Linked DNA regions of Cricetulus griseus: region 1 is linked to region 2. Evidence: chromatin contacts called from public Hi-C data. All regions are on one chromosome and are shown on one strand. Each heading gives the region's core, a stretch centred on a gene start, on an enhancer-like site or on the middle of the called end of the contact. The rest is flanking DNA. Distances are from core to core; before and after follow the strand shown. Region 1 overlaps C4H21orf91 (protein EURL homolog). Region 2 holds the start of C4H21orf91 (protein EURL homolog).

What was found. A called contact is a pair of places that touch in the nucleus more often than the background predicts.
Region 1: a contact with region 2 is called in a Hi-C map of liver, with 1.9 times the contacts expected there. The contact joins the enhancer-like site here to the promoter of C4H21orf91 in region 2. A contact is called at or near these places in 4 of 8 Hi-C or Micro-C datasets (the CHO-K1 cell line, fibroblasts and liver).

The regions. Positions count from the first base shown.
Region 1 is chr4:16,904,055-16,907,931 of CriGri-PICRH-1.0, reverse strand. The region is part of intron 2 of C4H21orf91 (protein EURL homolog); the gene reads right to left. LOC107978585 (a long non-coding RNA gene) reads left to right here. Exons shown (of 4, transcript XR_004769853.1): 3 at 1-25; 4 at 107-3,758. Among named protein-coding and RNA genes, the nearest start is that of C4H21orf91, 43 kb to the right of the region's middle. Within about 2 kb of position 2,126, at least 2 of the 6 cell types and tissues checked have open chromatin away from gene starts, as enhancers often do.
Region 2 is chr4:16,860,771-16,864,924 of CriGri-PICRH-1.0, reverse strand. C4H21orf91 (protein EURL homolog) reads right to left here and starts at 1,813. Exons shown (of 5, transcript XM_035444371.1): 1 at 1,676-1,813. The coding sequence starts at 1,713.

The DNA of each region.
Region 1 (3,877 bases), core at 877-3,376, 43 kb before region 2:
AGTGGATCCAGAAGCAAGAGTCTCAGTAACTGTCTCAACTGTTTTTGTCTTCTCAATCACCATCTTCCCAGTTAAGGTTCAGACTGAGAAACTGGTTTTCTTACAGGTAAGAAAAGATGAAGAGACCCCAGACTACTTATAGAACAGCTTATGTTTGAATCACTGACTCTCAAGCTCCAGGTAAGTATTTTTTAAGGATTTTTCTAAGATTCTTTAACTCTGCTGTCAAAAGCTAAAATTTTACCTTGTAGTTCAGACCAATGTGAACCACTCAAATGTGGCATTTTAACAGCAGACAATTTAGCTTCTCCTTATTTTGACCACAGTGCTATAAATATTTCTGTTTATAACAAGTGTGCAATGGAGATGAAGAAACCTATTAATAATGCTGCAGCAGCAAACACCGACTTAACGTTTTATCTTAGGTGGGATAAACATCTTTATGTAGTGTGGTTATCTGTCATAACTACATTCTCATAATTCTAGGGTAAAAATAACTTTGGGCTAACCAAACAGAAAGCTAAGGGAAACCAACTTGTTGCATAACGAAACAAACAAACAAACAAACAAAAAAACCCGATTTTTAAATGACAGAGTACCTGGTATTAATTTAGTAGTGTGGGAAGATAATGATAATCCCACCTTCACTGAACTGCTCTGCTAGTCCTTCTGTGACGGCTGAACACCTGCCAGTAAATCAAACAGACTCCCACCTAGTCATTATGGAATCACCCAGGGAAAGGGGAGGGTGCAGGGGACAAACACACAAGCAAGTCCCTACAGCAGTGAAGTGGACACATGGCCACCAAGAGGAGGGCGCAATACAAAGAACAATATTGATGTCGCATCTTTCGTCCCCATTGGTGGGAAGCAGAGGCAGACTGGTCTGCCTAGTGAGTTTCAGCCTGCCAGAGCTACATAGCAAAATCCTGTCCCGAAACAAGAGAAGACAATGAACTTAAGGGAGGTGGTGGTGGGAGGCAGGGCGAGCAGGCTGCTCATTTGAAGGAATGTTTCTGTTTGCGTGACGCAGGCTCTGAGTCTGAGCTGGTTTCAAGTGCACTAAATCTTCCCGCCTCAACTATTGTGTTCCATGAGCCTCAGCCCAGCTGAGGAATTTAACTTCTTAAAGGATTTTAACAGGCACAGTCGTTTTGTGGAAATGCCCTCTTGCATAATTCAGCAAGGTGTGTAAGCCCTTACCACCTCCATACTTCATCTCCAACGGCAATACTTTTGGTTTGCGAGACAGGGAGGATTTCAGTTATTTCATCCAGTCATTCCAAAATGACATATGGTGTAGAAAAATCTACCTTTAGACATGCAGGCTCAGGTGTTCACGGGATATAGTGAAGATGTCTAAAATTAGCTGCAAATGTAGGCAATTTGAGGGGAGGGAGAGAGACAGCAGGTGATCAGCTAGACAGTTTCATGTACACCGCACAAAGACCAGGGGTGAGGCTAGGAGGGCTCGGGCAAAACATACCAGTATTGTTTCAGCGAACAAAACACATACAACACACTACAAAGCAGCCTGAAGGACCGACCCATCAGAGAGAATGGGAAAACTCACAACACAGTGACACTATCCTAGTGAGTGAGTGTAACCATCACAGGGAGGGTACCACTGTCCCAGAGAGAATGTCTCTATCACAGGGAAGGCGCTGCTATTACAAACCGAATGTCACCACCATAGAGAAGGTGTCACTACCAGAGGGGTTGGATGTACAGTTAAACCAATGTAAAAGTAAGAACGTCAAAGAAACACTCTTTACCCAGGGACTGTAGGTCTAACATCTCTGGCACCAGAGACCTGGCACCAAAGGCCCTTGGCTGTCTTTTATATTTATGTGACACTGGAGGGTAACTTTACTTACTTCAGGGCCTTCATTATATCACATACAAAGACGATGAAGTTACTTCTATTTGGCTAACATGGGAGAAATTTACATGTTTGTGCTACAACTGCTAGACTATAGTTAAAAATCAGTTCATAAGGAAAGGGTTTCCAGTTTCCCCGCTCAGGTCTACGGCGTTTTTGCTACAGATTCTCACTAAATGAGAGGAAACATTAGTCATTTCCTGTTGCATATGTAGATGAGCATGAACTTCTAGACAAACTGAACAGTGCAGATGAGGAACTTGCTCGGTCTCGCAGTAGTGGGGATTTCCACCTGGCTCTGGAGTATATATCACTCTGTGGAGCTTGGGACCTCAATGGTACAGAGTACCATGCTCCTTGTCACCCAGCTCAGCACCAACCACTGTGCAGTGCCATTCTAACCATCGGGACAAAGAAACAGACCTATGCTCCATGGCTGGCATTGCTGGATGAATGACAATGATGACAGTTGGGCTTGTTAACTTATACTCTGGCATAATACATCAAGACTAAGAAGGAAAACCATGAAGCCTGTCTTGGAGGTGACAACTGGCAATCGAGACAGCAGTGTTGGCCTTGGTATCTCGAGAAGGAAAGCCAAATAGAAAGTGGCAAGGTCACAATAGAAGACCTGGCCTAGGTGCTCAATTCCAGAGAGTGTCGGAGTGAAGGCTCTCACTCTCAGCTGCCTGCCCGCAGTCTCTACAAGAATACCCAGGGCAAGGGGAGTAGGCCACTGGTCTCCTCTGAACAGAGGCAGAGAAAAGCCAGGGAAGAGTCCCTGCTTAACATACACTAAATCACTTGGGCTTAATTTCATTCATTCTAATCTAATAATAAATATCTGGGGCACTCTTCCTGGGGAGTTGGATTAATTATGACATTCTATGGACTGAGATAGGTCAAAAAAATTGAAAATCCTTACAGCTTTCTGACAAGCCCACTTTAGGTATGGCTGCATGTTGGTCTTCAGAGTACAACCCATTATCCACTGAACTCTCATCCAGTTCAGCCCCAAGGCTAGAGGATTCATCTGAACACTAATTGGTCTCAACTGTAATGGAAACAGTTTGCCTTCACTATAGTGAAATCTTTAGTACTGGGGAAAAAAAAAGTATTTGTGTGACCCATTTTATTAGTTGCCTACTCAATATACACTATACCTTTCTTTGTAAAACATCAATTTTATCTGGAGCCAGCAACTCTTAAACATTCTGAATGTAAGGGCAGGAAATTGGCTGGTGGAACTCAGGGAAAGCTCCTTTTCCACACAGGAGGCAATGGTGACACAATGGTCTTCTAACCTCAGTGCCCCTGGCTTGTGACACAAGCCTGAAGATGGAAACTATGTGTTAAGGAAAGTGAAACAGACATACACCAAGGCTTGGGGCTTCTGTTACCAACTCCAGAGTTCCTAACTCAATTTCTTTTTGGGTATGTATATGTACAGAGTACACATCTGTGCAGCCGCAAGCTAGCGTCCAGGCCAATCACTCTACCCGATTTTAAGAGACAGGGTCTTTCACTGAATGTGGAACTCATCGACTAGCTGGACTGGCTGATCAGTGAAACCCGGGATTCTCATGGCTCTGCTTCTGCTGCACCAGGACTAAGGTGCATGCCACCAAGTCTAGTTCTCACCTGAACAATAGCTAGGTGTCAACATACAAGAATGTGTGTGTATCGTATGTGCCTGGTGCCCACAGAAGATGGCATCACCTCTTTCAGAAGTGGAGTTACAGATGGCTGTGAGCCACCCTGTGGGTGCTGGGAATCAAAACAGGGCCCTCTGTGAAAGCAGCAAGTACTATTAAGGGCTGAGCGTCTCTCCCCACTATTTTTGGTTAACCTTAATATGTAGTGTTGCCACCACAGGATGGGAAACGAGAGAAACCGGCTGATGTTAGGCTGTGTTCGCTGCTTCCTGGCCTCAAGCAGTGGGTCAGTCTGCTTGAGTGGAAAGATGCTGGCATTCAAAGCAGGGTGTGGAGGAAG
Region 2 (4,154 bases), core at 564-3,063:
CTGGAATTTCATACGTATATCATACGATAGTTTCCCGTGTTGTCTTTAGATAACAGTGACACAATCTTACATGTCAAAGACTGTAACTATATGAGGATACACCTCTGATAAAATAAAAGCTGTATAAATCAACCCCTAGGAGCAGTCAAATGGAAAAATGTGTCCACCTTTTCAGTTTGAGCTAAATTAATATTCACTAGCAACATTTTCTTAGTCAAGCACATGTCTCATTCTGAACTCAATCCAATTATGTATTTTTGTTTTGCCTTACTCTCTGCTGTTACAGTTCTTCTAATAGCCATATGAATCATGATAATCAACTCATTTTTGCACTTGTTAAGTTTTCTAAAAGCTTAGAATTCTTTCTTTTAAAATTGTCAGACTTTTCCAAGTGTTTTACATGCTAATACAAATTGTGGCTTTCTAAGATATGGAAATAGTGTTCATTATTTTTGAGCTTATTTGATCATGAAAGCCTCTACTCCTGTATCAAATACCTGTTAGGAAATGTTGCTTAGAGTTGTTCTTTGATAACCTCTTTTAATGTCTCTATCAAAGGGGGCACTGGAAGGCTAGTATAGAATTAGTAATGGCCAGCGGACTTTGGATTCTGAAAGGTATGAGTTTCTGGTAGGACATCTTTGGTACCCTGCCAAGTAGATGAAATACAGTTGGGCAGATGATCTTTCTAGAATCCCTCAGGCCACACCATTAATTTACATGATTGACTTGACTATGAACCAAAAGTATTCCTTTTAGGTTTTTGTTTTTTAGATTAATTTTGAGTTGTACCTGAATAAAGCAACCGGAGACAATGCTGTTGAGATAGTAGAAAACTTACCCAATTTAAGCTGCCAGCTAAAGAGAATGCTACAAAATAGTCTTTGGGCAAGAATTACAATGATAAGCTTTAGAATGCAGCAAGGAGTTATGCTGCTCTAGCAAAGTGGATTCCTCCCTTAGGTCCATAATCTTTCTAGGCCCAAGGCTTTTCCGTACCAGGAATGCTTTCGCTCCCCTTGAGAGTGCCTTAACAGTAGTAAATCAAAGAAAAAGAGGCTAGCAGCCTGGGCGTGGGTGGGAGGGGGTGAAGGAGCAATGACTGGGGGGGGGATGAGAAAGGAGGGGGGAAGTGATATAATTCTGCTTGAATTAAAATCATGAAACAATTGTAAACAATGTGTAAAACAACAGTTCTCAAAAATACACGTTATTCTCAATGGGGACATGTTTAGTGGAGAAGACAGTGAATTAAAATAGTCCATTAGCAATATCAAATGCTTCCTTATACATTTGAGAAATAAAATTTGTTGAAGATCTTGAGATTGGATAGAGTAAAAACACGTTTCTTTTTCTTTTTCATCTTAGAAACAAATATTTGCAGCCGTCTGGTCTCTATTTTCTAGACCAAGGACAAAAACAATAATTTCACAAATTTATCTTTGAAAGTCACTGTCGCCTCTTACTATTCATGGTTGAACAGTACTATATTTTCCCTCATTATATCGAGTATACAATAAATTATCTGTACACTGGAATGATAACATATTAGAATATTTTCTGTTTTGCAGACATATTATTTGATACCAGAGAATAGAGTTCTGTTTGAAGAATCTCTTACTATACTATTCTAAAATAAGAGCAAACTGGATACTCTTTGGTGTCTGTATCTTACTTGTGGTGAATCACTGTCGCTTTCCTTTTGATGATCATTCATTCAGCTTCTGAAACCTCATATGGTTTCCTTTTCTAAGAACATTTTCTTCACCTCTTTTTAGCCTTCTCCAGCAGTTTTCTCAGAATTGAAACATTCCTTCCAGGAAGGAAGGGGAGGCCCCTGAGATTCGGGAAGCACACAAACTTCACATGTTTCCAACAACCGACATTTACAAGAGATAAGAGAGGGCCTAAGATTACTGTAGCAAACCACAGCTGCAGGGACAGACTCTGGCCAACTGGCTTGTAGAAAAGACATTCCGGGCTGCTGAGTTGCCTGCAGATAGTTCAGAGAGCTCCAGGGTTGCAGCTTCCATGAGTCATCACCCACATTGGGCAGGGCCTTTGGTGACTCAACCTGCCTTTGAGTCATCCTTGTTCCTGTAGGTAACCCTTCACCCATGCTCCAGTTAGCAATCCCGATAACTCATTGATTCAGCAGATTGCTCGTTGGGACAAATGTTACATTGCTTGTTGTTGTTTCGGTTTTGGACATGAGTAGAAAACATCTCACACAACTCCGTCACTTGTCTCTTTTGTGCCTATGCCTTTGTACCTCTGCCTGTTTCTATTTTCTATTTACTATTTATTATACTGTGCCTTGATGGACTTTTTACTTTATGTAGAGTGTGAAATCAAGAAAGTTTTGAACTGTATTTTGTTTCTGTATTTTGAGGTTAAGTTTACACAGCAACACTGAGCTGCTGATTTTGTTTGCTGTGACTGATTCCGCAGCTCTGTGCACTCCAGTTCTGTTGCTGCAGAGAGAATGAGCACAGCAGGGAACACACAATGATACTAGTCCAGGGAACCCAGCCTCTTCTGCCTGCATGACTCTTTCTTCCCATATCATATAGTCTTTGTCTTTATGATAAGAACAGACAATAGAGACTGGTCAGGTGGGGCGAGGAGCCTATATTAGCCAGGGTTCTCTATAGGAACAGAACTGATAGGATGAATCTTTCTATATGGAAAGGAGCTGTACTAGAGTGGCTTATAGGCAGTGGTCCAGCTAGTCCCACAGTGGCTGTCTACCAATGGCAAGTCCAACAATTTCGTGTTTGTACATGAGGCTGGGCATCTCAGTTAATCTTCAGAATATGCCAGAACCCTGAAGAGGTAGGCTAATGTCAGTGAAGGGATGAACTCATCAGCATGAGAAAGGCAAGCAGGCAAAGAGCAAAAGCTTCCTTCTTCCATGTTCTTTATACTGGCTGCCAGCAGAAGGGGTGGCCCAGTTTATAGTTGGATCAATCCCCTAAAAGACTGGGACTAAAGTAGGTCTTCCCACTTCAAATGATTTAATTAAGAAAATTCCCTCATAGGTGTACCCGGTGGCTTTAGTTAATTCCAGATGTAGTCCAGCTGACAACCAAGAATAGTCATCACAGGTCCCAGAGCAAGAGTCCTGGAAATGTCTTGCTGGAGACTAGGAAAGACAGGTTCTGGTCCCTGTTTCCATTGTCATCTCCAAAGGAGCTCTTCTGTCTAGAGGATATAGTCACTAGGTGACTGAAATAGAGAGGGTGGACCTAGACAATTCATGGTTGGGCAATTACCAAGTCTTTCCTTTCCCCATACCTCACCCCACATTCTTCCAGAAGTCCTTTAAAAACCCAGAACCACAGCTTAATGCTTCCTTCTACCTGATTTCATAGGATGCCACCCTGCTCTGCAGGACTAATTCCCCTTTCTCTCTCTCTGTCTCCTCTCTTTTTCTCTGTCTCTCTCCCTCTCTACCCTTCCTCTACCTCTTAAAGCTCCTACATATGAATCCATAATAAATTTTCTGTAAAACCCACGTGTGCTCTGTGCTAGCTAGTTTTATATTAACTCAACACAAGCTAAAGTCACCTGAGAGGCCCGAACCTCAATTAAGAAAATGGAACCATAAGACCAGAATATACACAAGCCTGTAGGACATTTTCTTAATTTGTGATTGATGGGAACGGGCCCAGAACATTGTAGGTTGTGCCACCCATGGGTTGGTGATCCTGGGTTCTGTAAGAAAGCAGGCTGAACAAGCCACAAGGAACAGGCCTTTAAGCAACGCCCCTCCAAGGTTCAGTTCCTGCCTTAAGCTTCCTGCCATGCTTGAGTTCCTGTCTTAACTTCCTTTGATGATAAACTATGGTGTGGAAAAGTAAACTGAATAAACCCTGTCCTCCCTAATTTACTTTGGTCATGGTGTTTCATCACAGTAAGAGTAACCCTGACTAAGGCATCACTTTTTGTGGTTCATAGATGTCATTCTTTAAATTCTTGAGTCAAGAACCCAAAAGCCATTGGCTCCAGGCTGATTTGATGGCCACTGAGTTTTCCAGGATCCTAGCCTCCCAAGCCAAGATCACCAAGCACATAGAAAGACTTAATTCTGAAAGACACCTCAGCATCTCATACCATTTAGGATAGCATTCACTTGTTCCTAGCCAATCTTT